6 separate regions of the Mus musculus genome follow, and regions 1, 2, 3, 4 and 5 are each linked to region 6. The links are chromatin contacts, called in public Hi-C, Micro-C and promoter capture Hi-C maps. All regions are on one chromosome and are shown on one strand. The core of a region is the stretch at or near the end of the contact, and the rest is flanking DNA. Distances in the headings are between cores, read along the strand shown. Region 1 holds the start of Far2 (fatty acyl CoA reductase 2). Region 2 holds the start of 1700034J05Rik (RIKEN cDNA 1700034J05 gene). Region 3 holds the start of Ppfibp1 (PTPRF interacting protein, binding protein 1 (liprin beta 1)). Region 4 holds the start of Stk38l (serine/threonine kinase 38 like). Region 5 overlaps Arntl2 (aryl hydrocarbon receptor nuclear translocator-like 2). Region 6 holds the start of Ccdc91 (coiled-coil domain containing 91).

Region 1 (2,700 bases), core at 20-2,519, 570 kb before region 6:
CACTATGAACGAAATCACTGTCCTTGAAGTTTGGTCAGGAGAAACCTCTTGGTTATCTCTAGACACTGCCAAAGTCCAAGATGTGAAGTTTGCTGAAATGAATACCTGTGCAGTTTATAAGACGCCTTAAAATTTATTTAATCTCTTTGCCCTATTTTATGACTTAGAATAACTATGACCCCAAGTCAACTCTCCAGATCACATAGATGGAGAAGCAGAGAGACAAACTGTGGGGCTACAGGCTGAGTCTTACACTTCCATTTGCAATGTCAAACTCTGGAGACGGCCACAAACAAGCAGAAGCACACAACCCTATTGAGTTTCCTGCTCACTTGGTTCCTTGCTCACAAACGATGGAGCATTCACTCGGCATGACTCAAAAGGTAGCCAGAGTCTTACAGATAAAGAGATAATAATCACGATAGCTCAACAGTAGGTAAATAATGTATGGAACAAAAAGTGTTCATTATCTTACCCCAAAAGGAGACAGGAAGGAGACTGGGGTCAGGAGCCTGACAGGGGCAAGGCATTCTTAGGATGGGCATAAATTATACTGACTGCAATCTCACCCCCAGAGGTGTGTGAACAGCCTTCCTTAAGCCACCTGTCCTAGCTGGAGGCCCTGACACCTACCCCTCTTGTTCTCTTCATGATGCCCAAGTCACTGGAGGAAGTCAGAAACTTCTGATCAGGGACAGACCTATTTGGTCACTGAAGCCTACTTCACCCTGGGGTTTATGACCCTGAAGAATCTCTAAGTAAGGGTCTGGATACTCACAGCCTGAGGTGAGCTAGTGGGTAAGGGAGGACATGAAAAGGGAGCATTGTACATGTGGCCTGGAAATATATGCTGTCTCTAGGAGTAGCTCCTGAACTAGGAAGGCTTGGGTGGGACCAGCCAGATACCCCTGTACCTTGGTCCCCAGTTACTACTGAGAGGTTCCCATGTTCACCTTGCTCAGCCCTTCCCAGTTTTCCAATGGCTGTGCATCTCACCTAGCAGACTCAGAGATACCTAGAGCCTACAGGACTCTGGAGGACTGTGAGTGGCCAGGGACGCGAGGCAGGGCCACCGCTTTTCTCCTAGTGCCTGCCTGCTTTACAGCCACAGTCCTCAGGTCCCCCTAGCCTAACCTTCTGGCCTCCCCGCCCCGCTCTCTTCCTTGTGGTACCTGCTGCTTCAGTGCGGTTGACTTGCCGGCTGGTGGTCACGGTCCTCCCGGAGATGAAGGAGGCACTCGAGCTTTTCTGAACCGCGCCTCTGCTCTCCCGGCTCCCAAACGTGACTCTCTATATATCCGGCTCAGAAACTGGGTGTGGGGCGGGAGGAGCGCACCCTCCCTCCGACCTTCCTGGTCGCTGCTGGGCGCCCAGCCGAGGCCTCTGCCAGGGCGGGAGGAGTGCCGGGGCCTCGGACGCACAGGCCCCGAGGATGGCATCGCCTGGGCTTCGGGTGTGTTCCCCCTTGGTGTGCATTGTTGGGTGAGGGGAAAGTTAGCTGGGATGGCGCCCTGTCTGGAAAAGCAAAGGAAGGAGGGAGGGGAAGAGAGAGAAAGAGTCTGATTTGATTCATTGCAGGAGCGATCACTTCCTATTGCACTGGCAAAATGCACTCCAGATCCCATTTATCCATCTCTTCCGCACCACACGCCAGGTGGATGGAAGCTGCAGAGGAGCTCGGCAGGGATGCGCCAGCTCAAGGGCTTTTAAACAGTCAAGGGGTGGCAGGTGTGTGTTTTGGGGGGATGGGAGGGGGCAGGCAACAGGGAGGTTTGAGGTGTGGAGAGCAGAAACCTGATTCTTGCTATCTGATGCGCAGAGACCATGGATGCTAGGGGAGAAACAGGCAGAGGAAATCTCTGGGACTTCCCCAGGAAACGCTTTCTTTCATCTCTTGGTAGCTTTAACAATTTTATTTTATTTATATTTAGTTATTGGTAAATTTTAGACAGAAACCCTCCAGCTGCCAGGAAGTCATAGAATGATGGACCGCGGGAGAGCAAATTTCCCCCCAACCAGAGAGGAAACCTGGCCAACGCCCACCTCAGTTCTCTGCACAATGTGGAAGATAGTCTTCCAAATTTATAGTCAGTTAAGGAAAGTGGGAAGGAATATGGCCCCAAAATTATTCTGAATCTCATTATGACAGGTGATATGCACACAAAAACACCAACTTTGAATCGTGAAAAGTTGAAATTAATGAAACAAGGAACTCCATCCATTAAAAAATCTCACACTTCTCTTGAATTTGCTGATTCTGGACTCTGTTTAATTAAGTATGTTAAGGGAAGTGTAAACCAGAGATAGTCTTACATAGGTGGCTATGTAAAAGCAAGAGAAGAGAACAGGACTTGACAAACATGCAGTTACACACACACACACTCCACTGGAGAAAATATCTGAATGTGTCCTCAGACCCAAATTCTGTGAGTATACTTGAAATGATCCAGGAAAATGATGGTAACAAGATATAGAAATCTTTCACTTGCAACCCCAGCTCTTCAGTATGCTAGGCCAAGAGGGTGGCAAGTTCAAGGCCTCCCTGGGGGCTACCTGGAAAGTTCAAGAGCAGCTTGGTTAAAAATATGAAGATCCCAACTCAAAAATTAAAAATAGGGCTGAGAATGTAGTTCTGGGGTGGACGATACTCTTGCCTACCACAATGAGGCCCCAGATTCAACCCTGAATGTTGCAAAATAA
Region 2 (2,700 bases), core at 38-2,537, 520 kb after region 6:
GACTGCAGAGAGTCTCCCATAGGCTAGTCAAGAGCTCTACCACTGAGCCACACCCACAGCCCCGAGCCCCACTTTCTATTAGGTTAACTTGGCTCTGCCTCTAGGTTAGGTTCCTTCTCAGCAGTCAACTTTGAGCATGTCTGCCCTCCCCTCTCTTCTCACCCATCTCCACCTTTTCCTTCACAGTGCCCTGAGGACTAGAAGAACAAGAATCATCTGAATGTCTGAATTTTAAGCATTTTGCTATTAGTCTCCTAAGAAGACCTCAGCTTGTTTCTTGGGAAGCCTACATCCTATCATCCCTTCAAACTTTTTTTTTTTGTCTTTTGGTAAAACCATTGCACCCAAATTATAATGTAGCCAAAGGGAGAACTGTTGGCCATCAACAGTGTCCACAGTTTCTAAACACAGCAAGTGGCACTCACCTCACCCTCCTAGCCAAAGGATTCCCACTGGGTCTTTTGAATGTACTCAGGGGGGATGGTTTCTACCATGGCTCCCTTGCTAGACTGGGTTCCTTTACTATGACCCCCATAGTCAGGTTAGGTTCCCAGCATCCACATCAGGAGACTCACAACCATCTGTAACTCTAGTTACAGAGGACCCAAGGCTCTGGCATCTATGTGGTGTACATACACAGACACACATACATGAAATCATTAATTAGTTAGTTAATTAATTCCTGCTACAAGTGGCAGAACATAGGGTCTGAAACTTGTTAGGCACTCAACTGTCCGGTGTGTGTGTGTGTGTGTGTGTGTGTATGAGGTATTTCTGATATAAACTAAGACAAGAGGATACCAGCCTGAGCTACATTCAATCTTCTTGCTTTGGTCTCCCAAGAGCTAGATTACAGATATATACTATATGGTCATCATTCATTAATTTCAAAAGCAGCAAAATAAGTAGGTAGCCTGCATTCTCTAGAGACACAGAAACAACAGGAAATTTTAATGTATAAAAAGAGACTAGTTACAAAGAATTGCTGAGAAGTTCCAAGATCTGCCCCCTGTAATCTACAGACCTAGCATGGCAGTGGAAACCTAAGTATGACATGTAGCAGACTAATGTGCAATCTTGGGGGATGGAAATCTTGGGGGATGGAAATGAGGGAAAATGTGAGAAAGATCTCATGGAACTGACTGATTCTAATGAAGAGAGTGCAGCCTACTATTGTATGTGCTCAGAATACTCTGAAACTGAAGGGACAGATCCTGTCCCTTTACATAATTCTGACCATAACTTGGTTCCTTTGTTGCCATGGTAACCAACAGTCTTGGAACACAAACTTCTCAGAAGCAGTTGGGCTTTACATCACTGAGACATGGGCTCTGAAGGGTTTCTGACTCCATCACTTTGTCTCCACTGCTGGAAGCGCCTGTCTCATCTGGGCAGCCCTCAGATCAGGGCATGACAAAGGCATGAGCATGTGTGTGAGTGTGAGTGTGTGGTCTTCCAGGTTTGCTTACAGGGAGATTATGGAAAATGCAGAATAAACATGCCATCAGATGGTGGGAAGATGGGTGCTCAAATGACAGTCACCTTTCTGGAAAGCATTCTGGTATCAATTATTATGTCTATATATTTATGATCTTTGGTCCACTAACTCCATGGATCATGGTATGGTCTTAAGTAACCTAGTGATCATTAATCAGCCAAGTTATTGAGTATCAGTAGGTGACACCTAAGGCTATTTAATAAGAAAGTAGTTAAGAATATTAGAATAGCCATAGGTTATTATAAACTTGATAATAAGTTTCTATTGATGTGAGAACCACATGTATTTGGATATGTGTGTATATGTACATATGCGCACAGATATACATATATACTAAGAAATTAGTTACCTTGACCTCAGAAGAGTGGACTGAAAACATACTTGACTCTAGTCACACTTCCCTGTCATTTTCAAATTCTCCTTTTTGTTTATAAGCTCTCTCAGCTACTGTCAAACAAATAAGAGGCACAAAGAAGAGATGCCAGAGTGTTTTTGTCTTTACAGAGGCAGAAAGTACAAAAGGGTGGACTATACAGAGTGGAAGGAATAGTTTCAATAAGAAAAAGGAATGGGTCATATAACTTCCCCCCATAATATCATTTACTAATTTTTTTCTTCTGAAGTTTCCAGAATCAAGGAAAACTTGAGATTGGACACTCTCAGCACCATGACAACCTCACCCTCCAGCAGTGACTACAGTAGCACAGAGGATTCTATTTATGAATGCAAGTCCAACCAGAGCGCCTCGGTGGGCTACTACCCCTCTGAGAACACCTTTTCCTATGAGGACCTGGTCTCCCGTGAGGAGACAGCCTCTGTGGATTCTTTGGTCCATTTCCTCCCTCCTGTCCAAAGCACCTGGAGGACAGAGAGTTTAAGGAGACTCTTCAGGAAACGAGATCAGGTGGAGCATGACCCAGAGCAGTTCAGCAAGCTAAGCATCACACTGGCCTGGGATATCGATGTGGACTCTAACCATGCAGACTCTCTTGCTAATCTGGATCTAAATGCCCATAGCCAGTGGATGGATAAGTGGCCAGAAGACAAGACAAAACTGACTCCCTGCAAACTGTATAACCTAGTACAGAAACTTGAGACATTTCTAGGAAAAGAAAAAGGTGGCCAGCATGACGGCTGTGTGCTCCCTGAATCTACTCAGAAGGAAGATGTCCACCTCAACAGCACTACCCCTCCACATACTG
Region 3 (2,700 bases), core at 110-2,609, 590 kb after region 6:
AGACTGGGCTCAAGCATATGTCCCTGATGGGCATTCTCTTGTAATATGAGGAAACCGAGATTCAGGGTCTGAGCACACTTTCCAAATGTGTGGCGTGGCTCTGCAGTATTATATAGGGATTCTGGGGTTCCACCACAGTCCCCTGACTGGAATCTGGGGTATATTACAGGGAGTCTGGGTCCCATTGCAGTTCCCTGAATGGAGCGTATGGTATTATTGGAGTAGTTCCGGGGTGTGGGGTCCCACGAAAATTCCCTAACTGAAGTCTGTGGTGTGGTGGAGACTCTGGGGTGTAGGGTCCCAGAACACTTCTGTAATTGGAGTTCTGTGGTATCAGAGTCTATGGTGTGGTGGGAGGACAAGTGTGAAATGGGCTCACACTGTCCTGAATGAGTCTGTGGCGTGGTGAGATACCCACTGTGTAAAACTGTGCGCATGTCCCTGACTAGAGTTCCATGGTACTAGGATTCTGGGGTGTTCGGGTCCCAGCACATTTCCCTGACTGGAGTCTGTGGTGTGGTGGGGAGTCCAGGAGTGAGCTGGAAGCACACTTCTCTGACTGGAGGCTGTGGTGTGGTGGGGATTCTGAGGCGTGGGGTCCCAGCACACTTCACTGATTGGAGTTCTGTGATTCAGAGTCTATGGTATGGTGAGGGGACGAGTATGAGATGGGCTTATACTACCCTGGCTGGAGACTGTGGGTGTGTAAGGGGTCGGGGAGTCCGGGTGTGAGCTGGGAGCACACTTCCCTGGCTGCAGGCTGTGGAGGGAAGTCTGGATGTGAGCTGGGAACACACTTCCCTAACTGGAGTCTGGGGGGGGGGGTGCTGGGGGGGGTAGACCGGGTGTGAACTGGGAGCACATCTCCCTGACTGGAGACTGTGGTGTGAAGGAGAGACCGGGTGTGAGCTGGGAGCACACTTCCCTGACTGGAGTCTGTGGAGGGGAGTCTGGGTGTGAGCTGGGAGCACACTTCCCTGACTGGAGTCTCTGGGGGAGTCCGAGCACACTTCCCTGACTGGAGTTCTGTGCTGTGGGGAGTCCGGGTGAGGGAACCGAGGACCCAGACGAGCCCTTCCTGTCACCCCGAAGCTGCTGCCCCCCACTCACTAGAGATCCCCGAGAACGCGGGCGCGGGTCGCAGAAGGAACCGCCCGCGGCTGGCTTACCTGAGGCGGAGGGCCGCCGAGCTCCACAAGTTGCAGTTCCGCCTCCCGGGACCCGCCCGGCTGCCAGATCGCCACTCTCGACGCGGCCGCCCCCGCGCCCTACACGGCGACAGGAGCCGGGGCCGGAGCACAGCGCCCGGCTGACATCACCGCCGCCCAGGTGCCGCCTCCCCTCGGTCCTCCTCGTCCCACCGCCCCGCCCCTCCCCCGGCGGGAACCAGCCCCAGGGGCGGAGGGGGCGGGGCCTCGCGCTTGCGGCCCGCTGATTGGCCGGGCGCGCGGTCACTCCGAGGCGGCGCCTGGTCTCCCACATTCCTGGCCGAGCCCAGCGGAGCTGGGAGTGGGCGTCGGTGGGGAGCGCGCCCGGTCCGCTGCGGTCCGTAGGGCGCGGATAAAGGGCTGCGCTGAGCCGGGCGGTCGCTCGCAGCTCTTCCCGGGTCAGAAGCGACGCTCATCCCGAAAGAACGCCTCTGTGTCGCGGACCGAGCGGACGTGGCGGGCGGGGAGCCCCGCGGATAAAGTAAAAGGCCCCGGAGGGGAAACTGAGGACTTACAGAGACTGAGCGGACGAGGATCCCAGAGGTGGCCACCCTAGTTCCGCGTGGTCATCTAGCGGCGCTCAACCACGTGGCTGCTTTTGCATTTAGTAACGAGACAAAAATAAAAATAAAAAGACACGCAAGCTTCCAGAGAAATAAAATGAACTCTCCAGAGGGAGGGGGTAAATGTTTTACTATTTATATTTTTTCGAGGTTTTCCCCCCCTCTCCCCCCCCCCGCTGTGACACATATCAAGGCTGGTCTTCAAATTGTTATCTTTTTACCTTAGCCTTCCTAATAGCTGAGGTTACAGGCCCACACTCAGCAATAACCTGCTTTTTAAAGATTTTTTATTATTATTTTTGTTGGAGTTTGTTGTTGTTGTTTGTCCTGTCGTGAAACTGTGTGTGGACCAGACTGGTCTTGAACAGCTATCTGCCTGCCTCCGCCTCAAACTATTCAAATCAAAGATGTGTACCACCACACCCAGCTATTTTTGTTATTTTGTTTAATTATGTGTAGTATGTGTGTGTACCCATGGAGGCTAGAAGCATTGAATTCTCCCAGTTGTGAGATAGGGGCTGTGGGCTGAACTCAAGTGTTTCTGCAAAAAGAGCAGAAGAGGTTAACTGTTTGGCCATCTCTTCAGGCCCTATGCTGAACTTTTTAAGTCCCATAAGGCTTCTGTTTTGATGCACAACTGAAAAGGGAGAACCCTCACAACTGAGTTCAAACCACATGATAATAATTACTGTTGAACCAATTGCAGTGACTGAGCTAACAATTAAGAATTAACTACTATTTACCCTCTGGTGGATATCAGCTGTGTAATCCTCTTGGCTGCAAAGTCAGGGAGATTCTCAGGAGCCCTTCTTTCAGTTTCCCCTGTCAGACCCAGAACTGAACTGAATAATGAAAAGCAGCTTTATGGATACAGAATATGATTAGTTTCTGTTAGCTTTTTGTTGGCTATGAGCCTCCCCAGCCCCCAC
Region 4 (2,700 bases), core at 63-2,562, 750 kb after region 6:
GAGACTTCCAGTATTCTATTTAATGTGGTTTTTCTGAGTCTAATTTGTTCATTACTTAACAGCAAGGCCTTTCAAAAGAGCACGGAAACTACACCGAACTATGCTTCTCATTCTAAACACATCCCAACAAATGGGATGCCTAATCGGGCCTCTAACTAGGAGAAAAAACGCTCAGCAGAGCGAAGGCAAATACCAAACTTTTATCCCTTGTACTTCTTCTGAGACCAGGATTTTCCAAATAAAAGTACTTTTATGACCTCGCGCAATATCATAATTTATCGTATATTTAACTAAATTATCTCCCCAAATAGACACAAGAGCAACTAACTCAAATAAAGTGCCTCTTGGCCACGAGGGAAAGAGCATAATAAACTTAATTGTTTTATATATCCTGAGGCGTAAGAGAAAAACCTTTCCATTTAGGCTTGTGCGTGAGACATCAAGACAACTTGATATGCAAATTGCAAGGCTTATTGACTTAAAGTAGGGAGACCTGACCGATTTAAGCCACGACTGCCAAATAAGGGGTAATCACCACCTTAAAACCATTGAACTTTGTTCGCCTGGCTTCTTGGCAGTCGTGTGGCTAATACCAGAGCCAAATCCATAAGTGGCTTCTACCGAAACGCGTCCCAAGTTGCAGAGGAGCCGGAGAGCGCGCCGGCTCTGCACCGAGTGAGTCCCGAGGGGCGGCAGCAGCGCACCTCTACACCAGCCGCTGCTCCAGACCCACCTCGCATCTCTTCACCGCGTTTCTCCAAACTTCGGGACCCAAGAGCGACCCCGCAACAGAGAAAGTAGCATCGGTGACAGGGACGCCGCGGCTCGGGCACAGTTTGCCGTCGCTGTGCACCGGCAACTTTGTGCCGGCGAGCCGTGCCCTCTGCGTCCGGAGGGGACGGGAAGGTGGGCCCGGAGCAGGACGCGCGCGGGGCTGGCGGCTCCGCTCCCGGTACGCAGGCTGCCGCACCCGGCTCGGCGAAGGCCCCGGTGACTGACAGGCGGTGGGGGCGCGGCCCCGCCTGCAGCCCGGGGACGCCGCGCACGGCCGCGGTTCTCCGCTCCGCCAGGGACACCTGGGCTGGGCGCCGCGGGCTGTACCGCGCCAAGCCCCTCACACCTCCCCGCAGCGAGCGCCGCCCTAGCCCCGCGGCCCTGCCCCGCGCCGGCGCCGGTGCCCTCGCCCGCTCTCACCTGCCGGTGTCGCCCGCGCCCGCTCAGCCTCCTCCTCAGTCACCGCAGCCCGCGGCGCGCGTCTCTCGCGCCAGGCCCCGCCTCGTCCCGCCCCGTGAGGCGGTGCCAAAGCGGCCGCGCCAGAATCTCGCGAGACTTGATCTCCTAGATTTTTTTTTTTAAAGGGGTCGCCCCTGACGTCATACGCACCCAGGCGGAAGTGTCCTTCTGGCGTCAGCGCCAGTACCGACCCCCACCTTCGCGGGCGGAAGTGTAGGTTGGTCCAGGAACCTGAGCTCAGTCTAATCACTACTGGGCGTTGTAACGTTCTTGTCTCATGGCCCTCTCCAGTTCTAACTGGTTCTGCCTGACCCTGAGAGAGGCCTGGTGTGATGGAGCTCTCCTCAAGGCAATGCAAAGATGGCTCCATAGAGGAGAGATCACCAATGTAGCAGCTCTGTGACTTCCACGTCTCTATAACTGAACCCGAAAGGCTTAGGAGGATTTAGAATTTAGGAAGACCACAAGAAACTTACCAGCATACATGAAAATTTGCTAAACTTACCTGAAAAATCCCAGAGCAGTTGACAACATAACATACAGCATTAGGCTAGAAAATTGTCGTCGTCATTGTCTCTTCCCTTCGCATCAAAGGTAGGCAGGCAAACTTCAGGACCCGCGGACTAGCCAAACACTATACACTGTGTGTCCTACACACACCTACTCTTAATTTATACATCCAGCACAGTAAGAGATTAACAACCGAACCATAGATTTAAGCAACCTCAACAACATTTACTTTAAAAAAACAAACAAACAAACAAACTTTGACGCCAGGTACAGTGTTTCATGCATGTAATCCCATCACCAAGGAGGCTGAGGCAGAAGCTGCGGCAAGTTTGAGACCAGCCTGGGCTACATAGTGAGTTTGAGCCCAGCTAGAGCTACAGAGTGAGACCCAGTCTTAACAATACAAAAGCAGGCTAAATCTTATCTTTGATGTAGACAGCCAGCTGCTCTTGTGCTTTGGGGCTATTATGAAATAAAATGAGGATTATTGGAACAAGGACCATGCCTCCCAGGGGGCCAGGAGTTTCACATACACAACATTGACACTCCAGAGGAACTGCTAGCGTCCTGGGAGCAACACAGTGAGGGGAGTGAGAGACTTCATTGGCTACTTAGAACGGCATTTTCAGTTTAAAACTGGTGAATCATTTATTTCTGGAATTTTCCACTTCATAATTTTGGAACATGGTTGACTGTGGGTACTGCCAAAGTGAATCTGTGGATAAAGGGAGAAGAGTGTGTGATATTTAGAAAATCACTTTCCCATGGAGAACACAGGGGAGAGTTTTGGGAAAGTGACAAGAGTTTTGCTTTTTAAGATAAAACTGGTCTTTGAGTAAGACAAACCAATATTCCCAATCACTATTAACAAATCCATTCTTGGAGCCGGGTGTGGTGGCGCACGCCTTTGATCCCAGCACTCGGGAGGCAGAGGCAGGTGGATTTCTGAGTTCGAGG
Region 5 (2,700 bases), core at 133-2,632, 660 kb after region 6:
CTCCACTTTTTCCTTTTCTTTTTTTTCTTTTCGAGACAAATGTATTCTGAAGCCCAGGCTAGCCTCTAACCAGCTCCCTATGTATACCAGGCTATCCTCTAATCCCTGATACTATTACCTCAGCCTCCTAAGTGATTGCAGGCCTATAACACTATGTCTGACTATAATGAAGAAACTTGCAAATCTCTTACTGTTGGTTATGATGATGATTAATAGACACATATGGCCATACATACTACATCCCCGCCCTACTGGACTACATAGTAAGACTCTGTCTCAAAAAGAAGCAAGCAGGAGTTTGGAGTGGTGGTTCAGTAGTTAGGAGTGCCTGTGCTCTGTCAGAGGAACTCGGTTCAGTTCTCAGCACGTGCATCAGGCAGCCCACAGCTGACCTTAGTTTCAGCTCCAGGGAATCTGATGGCCTCAATTGGCACTGGACTCACTTGTGTGGGCATACACACGCATACACACACACACACACACACACACACACACACACACACTTAAAAAGCAAGATAAAAAATTATTTTAGGGTTGGGCATAGTAGCATGCACCTTTAACTCCAACACTCAGGAGGCAGAGGTAGATGGATCTGTGTGCATTTGAGGCTAGCCTGGTATACACAGTGAGTTCCTGGGTAAAGCTACAAAGTGAGACCCTATCTCAAAACAAAAACAAAACACAAAATAAAAAGACAAACAAACAAGCAAAAAGTTTTTTAAAAAGAGATTGAACTTTGTTGTTGTTTGAGTTTTTATTTTACTATTTTATCTTTGAGATAGGGTATTGCTACATAGCCCTGCTGGGCTTGAATTCACAGAAATCTTTCCCGCCTCTGTTACTTGAGTGTTAACTACGCTTTAAGGCCTACATCACGTCTCCCAAATCTAACTTAAAGTTCTCTTCGCTACAGATTCAGTAGCACAACAGGATGTGCACCTGGTGGTGAGCCAGTGTAAATAATTTCAGTTTAAAAACAATCTTACTTAGACGCTTTGAATCCTATTTCTTGCCGTGACTATGAAACTTACTTTTTCCTGGATAGAAACTACTTAGGACCTTGCGTTTTGCACCAGGCTCCGAATCACCGGCTCTCCCGGGAGTCTCACCTTTCTTCTTTGAGCAGGACGAGCATGGCTGCTCTTCTTTGACAGGGACGGTACAGCTCTTCATTCTAAAGAAGAAAGATCGTCTGGAGCCAGAATGCATGCGTGGTCGCCCAGTGTAGGGGTGACTGTAAACCTGAGAGGCTTTCACAGCAGCAGGAATGAGAACAGAATAATCACAGACGTGCTAACAATCCTCCCCGTCCCTTTCTCTCTTCTCTTAAAAAAGAGATTCATCTTTGCACATGCTCATGCGCGCGCCTGCTTGTGCGCATGCTCAAGCGTCGCGGTTACGCCTGGCCCGATGTGGGTTCTGAGAACCAGCTCGGGTCTTGAGGAACAACAGTAAGCGTTGTTAGCTCTCCAGTCCCTTCTAATGTTTCACCATATTCAGATATATTCAGTTTGTCTTTTCTTGGCAGTGTTTTGTTTTCGAGGAGAGAGTGTAGGTCTGGGGGGTGGGGGTGGGGCTCAAACTTTAGAGTGTTGGAGTTGCAGGCATGGATCACCACACTCAACAATTTAAAACACTTGCAATTTATCTTAAGACTTCCTTCAGGGAGTGAGTTCAAAGCCAGCCTGGTCTACACAAGGAGCTACAGACCAGCAAAGGCTACATAGTAAAACCTGTCTCAAACAAAAATTAAAAACTGGTTAGATCATTATTTCTTTAACTTTTAAAAACTATGTTTATTTTATGTGTGTTGTGTTCATCCAAGTGAATGTCTATGTACCAAGTGCATGCCTGTGTGTGCCTGTAGAGGCCAGGAAAGGGCATCAGACCCCCTGGAGCTGGAGTTCCCGGCAAGACTGAGTGTGTGCTGGGTCCAGAGCCTGGATCATCATCTGCAAACGCTGCAACTGCTCTTAAGTAGAGACGTCTCTTACCGCTGTTTCTATATCATAGTAGTCATTTGGCACTAAACATTTTCATATGTCGAGTATCTCTGGACAATGAATATGTATACTTCCTAAGCCCAATTATACAAGATCTTTCATACCAGGGAAATCTGGGTCATATACAGAAGAGAAGAAATCCCCAGCAACTTTTTAACCTCAAGTAATATTGTCTTACAAAAGTTTTATTTAGATTGAAACTATAAGCAATCATATATTCCCACACAGTTATCTTCATATGAATACACTTAGTGTATATGTCTGTAGGGTAAAGGAATTTTCCTTCCTCCCTCCCTTCCTCCTTCCCTTCCTCCCTCATTCCCACACAGTTACCTTCATATGAATACATTTAGTGTATATGTCTGTAGGGTAAAGGAATTTTCCTTCCTTCCTCCCTTCCTCCCTCCCTCATTCCCACACAGTTATCTTCATATGAATACATTTAGTGTATATGTCTGTAGGGTAAAGGAATTTTCCTTCCTCCCTCCCTTCCTCCCTCCCTTCCTCCCTCCCTCCCTCCCTTCCTCCCTTCCTCCCTCCTTTCCTCCCTTCCTCCCTCCCTCCCTCCCTCCCTCCCTCCCTCCCTCCCTCCCTCCCTCCCTCCCTCCCTCCCTCCCTCCCTCCCTATCTCCTTCTAACTCCTATATGTGGATAAACTTGTAATCAGCCAGTTCCCTGTCCCTGCTTCCACGGTATT
Region 6 (2,700 bases), core at 34-2,533:
AATCCTGGACTTTCTCATTTTGTTTTATGTTTTTTTCCAATTTGGAGTATGGTGTTGCTAGGCAACCAGTTCACAGTTCCCAGCCCACTGAAACATCTCTAGACATCCTAGGAGACACCAAACTTCCTCACCTCTCACCAGGCAATTCTTCACACATTAACACACCACATAGTGGCACCAAGGTGCAGCGGACCTAGCATCTTCCTGAGCCATTTATCCCAACAGGTGAGGTTCAAACAACCCCAAAAGCAACACAAGGTGTGGCTAAGATGACTACAAGTGCACTTCTCCTCGGTTTCTGTCGCCCAGGAAACTGTGAGTACTCTGCAGGCTTTTGTCTTAAATCCTGAGGTGACAGCTGACCCACCCTGTGACAAGATGGCAATCCCTCAACCACGCAGCATGCAAACATGTTCCATAGCCTTCCACAGAGCCGGGAAGTTTAAAACTAGGGGCGAAGACGTGTCAATGTCTGCACAGTGGAGGGATAAGTCGGAATTCGTGGGCGGCCTCTGAGGGACCTAAGCTGAGCCCAAAGCCTTCACTTCCCCAGAGCGGAGGGCCAAGATCACGGCGGCCTCACCATCCCAGAGCTGTCAGAGCAGCTGACAACTCTTGTGCAAAGCTCCCTCCTGCGGAGGCAGCCGCGCAGACGCGGCATCCTGGGGGGGCGGGGAAAGGTGTGTAACAGACAGAGGCCAAGCGCTCCGCACGATGCTCGCCTGGGGTGAGAACCCGAGACGCCACTGAGGGTGTGTCCAGCGATCAGCTCTCCAGAACTCCGAGTGCACAGTGCGCGCTTTCCCAAGGTCTGAGACCGGAAGGGGTGCGCCGCTCGGCACCGACGGGAACCGCATCAGGGTCAACACTTCCGTTCCGCCGGGGCAACTACAGCGCGGACAACAAGCGGACTTACTATGGCTCTCCACTCGGGACTACCCAAGTGCAGGGCCCCGCGGGCGAGGGCGGGAGCGAGGTGTCTCCCTGACCCAGGTCCCGTGAGTCGCCCGGCCGCGGCCTCGCGACTCGCAGTAACTTGGTCACGTTCCCACCCGCGGCCGAGACCCGGACCCAGACGGCGAGCACCCGATTACCTGCGCCCACCGCAGTGCTCCCCGCGCTGTTGCGCGTCACACCCGGCTCTCAGACACTGGCTCCGGGACACCGGCTACGCAACCACCCCCCTCCCGGTGACTGCTGGCCCAGGAACCCACGTTCGGGCAGCCCACACACCACCCGGCGTCCAGGACATCCTCACCGGAAGTTGATTTCTACCTAGGCCCGCCCAGGCCTGCGCGCGGCGCTCCAGGCATCCGCGGGCGCATCACATGACCCCCCAAGAGGAGGCCAGCTGAGCCTCATCTGAAGAGAGACCTGACCTGTGAAGTGGATTGACCTGATATACACTGGCCTGACCATCCTCAAAAACTACATCATGTCTTTATCTTTTGTCCTGAGCCAAAACAAACTATTCAACAGATATTCCTCCTAACAGAGATTCAGCTGGCTAGGCCACAAGAAGAACCTCCTAGTTGAGTGATTCTCAGGTAATTGACTCTGCTATAGATTGGCTTCGACTTAACGCTTTTCCTGACCTTTCTCAAGATCTACCTCCTAGTAAAGGTTCTCAATCTCTCTTAGTGACAGGCCCATAAAACCACCTACCAAATCTGAATTTTTCTTCTGTCCAGAACTCGAATCTACCACGAGAAGAGCCTTTGCCTCTTACAAACAACCAAAATGTGAGAACTGAATAAAGCACCCGGCACTATGACATGCTCAAGAAATGTTTGACGTGATGTCTGGACCTATCGGCTTAGCGGAACTCTCAAGTTCCTGAACGTGCCCAAGCTGAAAGCTTCTCTAAACCACTGGATTTTAAAGATCTTCAGCGCTAGGACTGTAGCACTTGTAATCAACTCTCTCATAGCAGTTCGTTCATATTCCACTAAAAACAGTTGTTTTTTAGCTGTTCCACATCCTTACAGCAAAGCTGTCAGTCAACATCTTTTCCTGAAGGGAATATGCCATACACTTGGTAGGTTTTTGTTTGAAGGGGAGAGTAATTGTGTAGACTGTCGTGACTGTTACATAGAAATGGTCAACAGGTAGCACACTTCTCAGATGGTTTAGACAACATTCACTTAATTTTTATTGAACGTATACCATTTACTTGGAACTAGTCAAGTGGTAACAATCTGGGAATGAACCAAATATATCCAAGATATTTTACTGCCTAGTGCCCTGATCGTTTGAATGTGAGTCTGTGGACAACTTCTAATCTTCACACAGAGAGCATTATTGGGAATTGCTTTTCTCTTCCTTCCACTGAACAAAATTGACTGAACTATCTTTAATCTCTGTACTGAGTGGGAAGTATCAACAGGATCTTGACATGCCTTCACTGAGCTGGGCAACTTGAAGTCCTTAGTGAACAACTAATACTGAGCAGGTCACCTCTTCTGACCTTTTCCATCCTGCCCATTCTTTGCACAAATAAGTTGTATTTCTCTTATAGAAATTTGATGCTTCCTTACACACATATACTTTTTTAATTTCCAGTTGAGCACCAAGTCAAGGACCACTTCTTTGTATACTCAGCAAGCTGTTTCCCATTTCTCCTTTACATCTAGTCTAGTAGTCAAGAAAGTGGAAATACATTCAATAAGCATTTCATAAACTGATAGTCAATATCTATGT

Evidence for each region. Promoter capture Hi-C pulls out the DNA fragments that hold promoters and counts their contacts. Hi-C and Micro-C count contacts between places; a contact is called where the count stands out from the background. Capture Hi-C pulls out chosen DNA fragments and counts their contacts.
Region 1: a promoter capture Hi-C map of liver shows a contact between it and region 6, with 6 times the contacts expected there. The contact joins the promoter of Far2 here to the promoter of Ccdc91 in region 6. A contact is called at or near these places in 9 of 39 promoter capture datasets (cranial neural crest, embryonic stem cells, frontonasal cranial neural crest and 5 more) and 1 of 115 datasets of contacts at active chromatin or transcription factors (embryonic stem cells).
Region 2: a promoter capture Hi-C map of adipose tissue shows a contact between it and region 6. The contact joins the promoter of 1700034J05Rik here to the promoter of Ccdc91 in region 6. A contact is called at or near these places in 2 of 39 promoter capture datasets (embryonic stem cells and neutrophils) and 1 of 9 other capture datasets (adipose tissue).
Region 3: a promoter capture Hi-C map of neural stem cells shows a contact between it and region 6. The contact joins the promoter of Ppfibp1 here to the promoter of Ccdc91 in region 6. A contact is called at or near these places in 1 of 39 promoter capture datasets (neural stem cells), 4 of 484 Hi-C or Micro-C datasets (CD4 T cells, LSK cells and embryonic stem cells) and 1 of 9 other capture datasets (pancreatic islet).
Region 4: a contact with region 6 is called in a Micro-C map of embryonic stem cells, with 4 times the contacts expected there. The contact joins the promoter of Stk38l here to the promoter of Ccdc91 in region 6. A contact is called at or near these places in 1 of 39 promoter capture datasets (embryonic stem cells) and 3 of 484 Hi-C or Micro-C datasets (LSK cells and embryonic stem cells).
Region 5: a Hi-C map of nephron progenitors shows a contact between it and region 6, with 2.3 times the contacts expected there. The contact joins the enhancer-like site here to the promoter of Ccdc91 in region 6. A contact is called at or near these places in 1 of 39 promoter capture datasets (embryonic stem cells), 1 of 484 Hi-C or Micro-C datasets (nephron progenitors), 3 of 115 datasets of contacts at active chromatin or transcription factors (acute myeloid leukemia, forebrain and stem cell-derived neural progenitor cells) and 1 of 9 other capture datasets (liver).

Annotation. Positions count from the first base shown.
Region 1 is chr6:148,045,985-148,048,684 of GRCm38.p6, reverse strand. It overlaps Far2 (fatty acyl CoA reductase 2), which reads right to left and starts at 1,269. Exons shown (of 12, transcript NM_001347516.1): 1 at 1,173-1,269.
Region 2 is chr6:146,953,008-146,955,707 of GRCm38.p6, reverse strand. It overlaps 1700034J05Rik (RIKEN cDNA 1700034J05 gene), which reads left to right and starts at 1,287. Exons shown (of 3, transcript NM_001164236.1): 1 at 1,287-1,419; 2 at 2,122-2,700. The coding sequence starts at 2,166. The region is part of intron 2 of Ppfibp1 (PTPRF interacting protein, binding protein 1 (liprin beta 1)); the gene reads right to left.
Region 3 is chr6:146,887,153-146,889,852 of GRCm38.p6, reverse strand. It overlaps Ppfibp1 (PTPRF interacting protein, binding protein 1 (liprin beta 1)), which reads right to left and starts at 1,359. Exons shown (of 31, transcript NM_001355728.1): 1 at 1,170-1,359.
Region 4 is chr6:146,723,542-146,726,241 of GRCm38.p6, reverse strand. Stk38l (serine/threonine kinase 38 like) reads right to left here and starts at 1,312. Exons shown (of 14, transcript NM_172734.3): 1 at 1,195-1,312.
Region 5 is chr6:146,819,078-146,821,777 of GRCm38.p6, reverse strand. It overlaps Arntl2 (aryl hydrocarbon receptor nuclear translocator-like 2), which reads right to left. Exons shown (of 15, transcript NM_172309.2): 7 at 1,110-1,250. Among named protein-coding and RNA genes, the nearest start is that of Arntl2, 15 kb to the right of the region's middle. Within about 2 kb of position 1,382, at least 12 of the 459 cell types and tissues checked have an H3K27ac peak or open chromatin away from gene starts, as enhancers often do. A contact at or near this core is called in nephron progenitors, where this site is marked.
Region 6 is chr6:147,474,454-147,477,153 of GRCm38.p6, reverse strand. Ccdc91 (coiled-coil domain containing 91) reads right to left here and starts at 1,283. Exons shown (of 13, transcript NM_025911.2): 1 at 1,095-1,283. It overlaps Gm6288 (a long non-coding RNA gene), which reads left to right and starts at 1,335. Exons shown (of 4, transcript XR_869623.3): 1 at 1,335-2,038.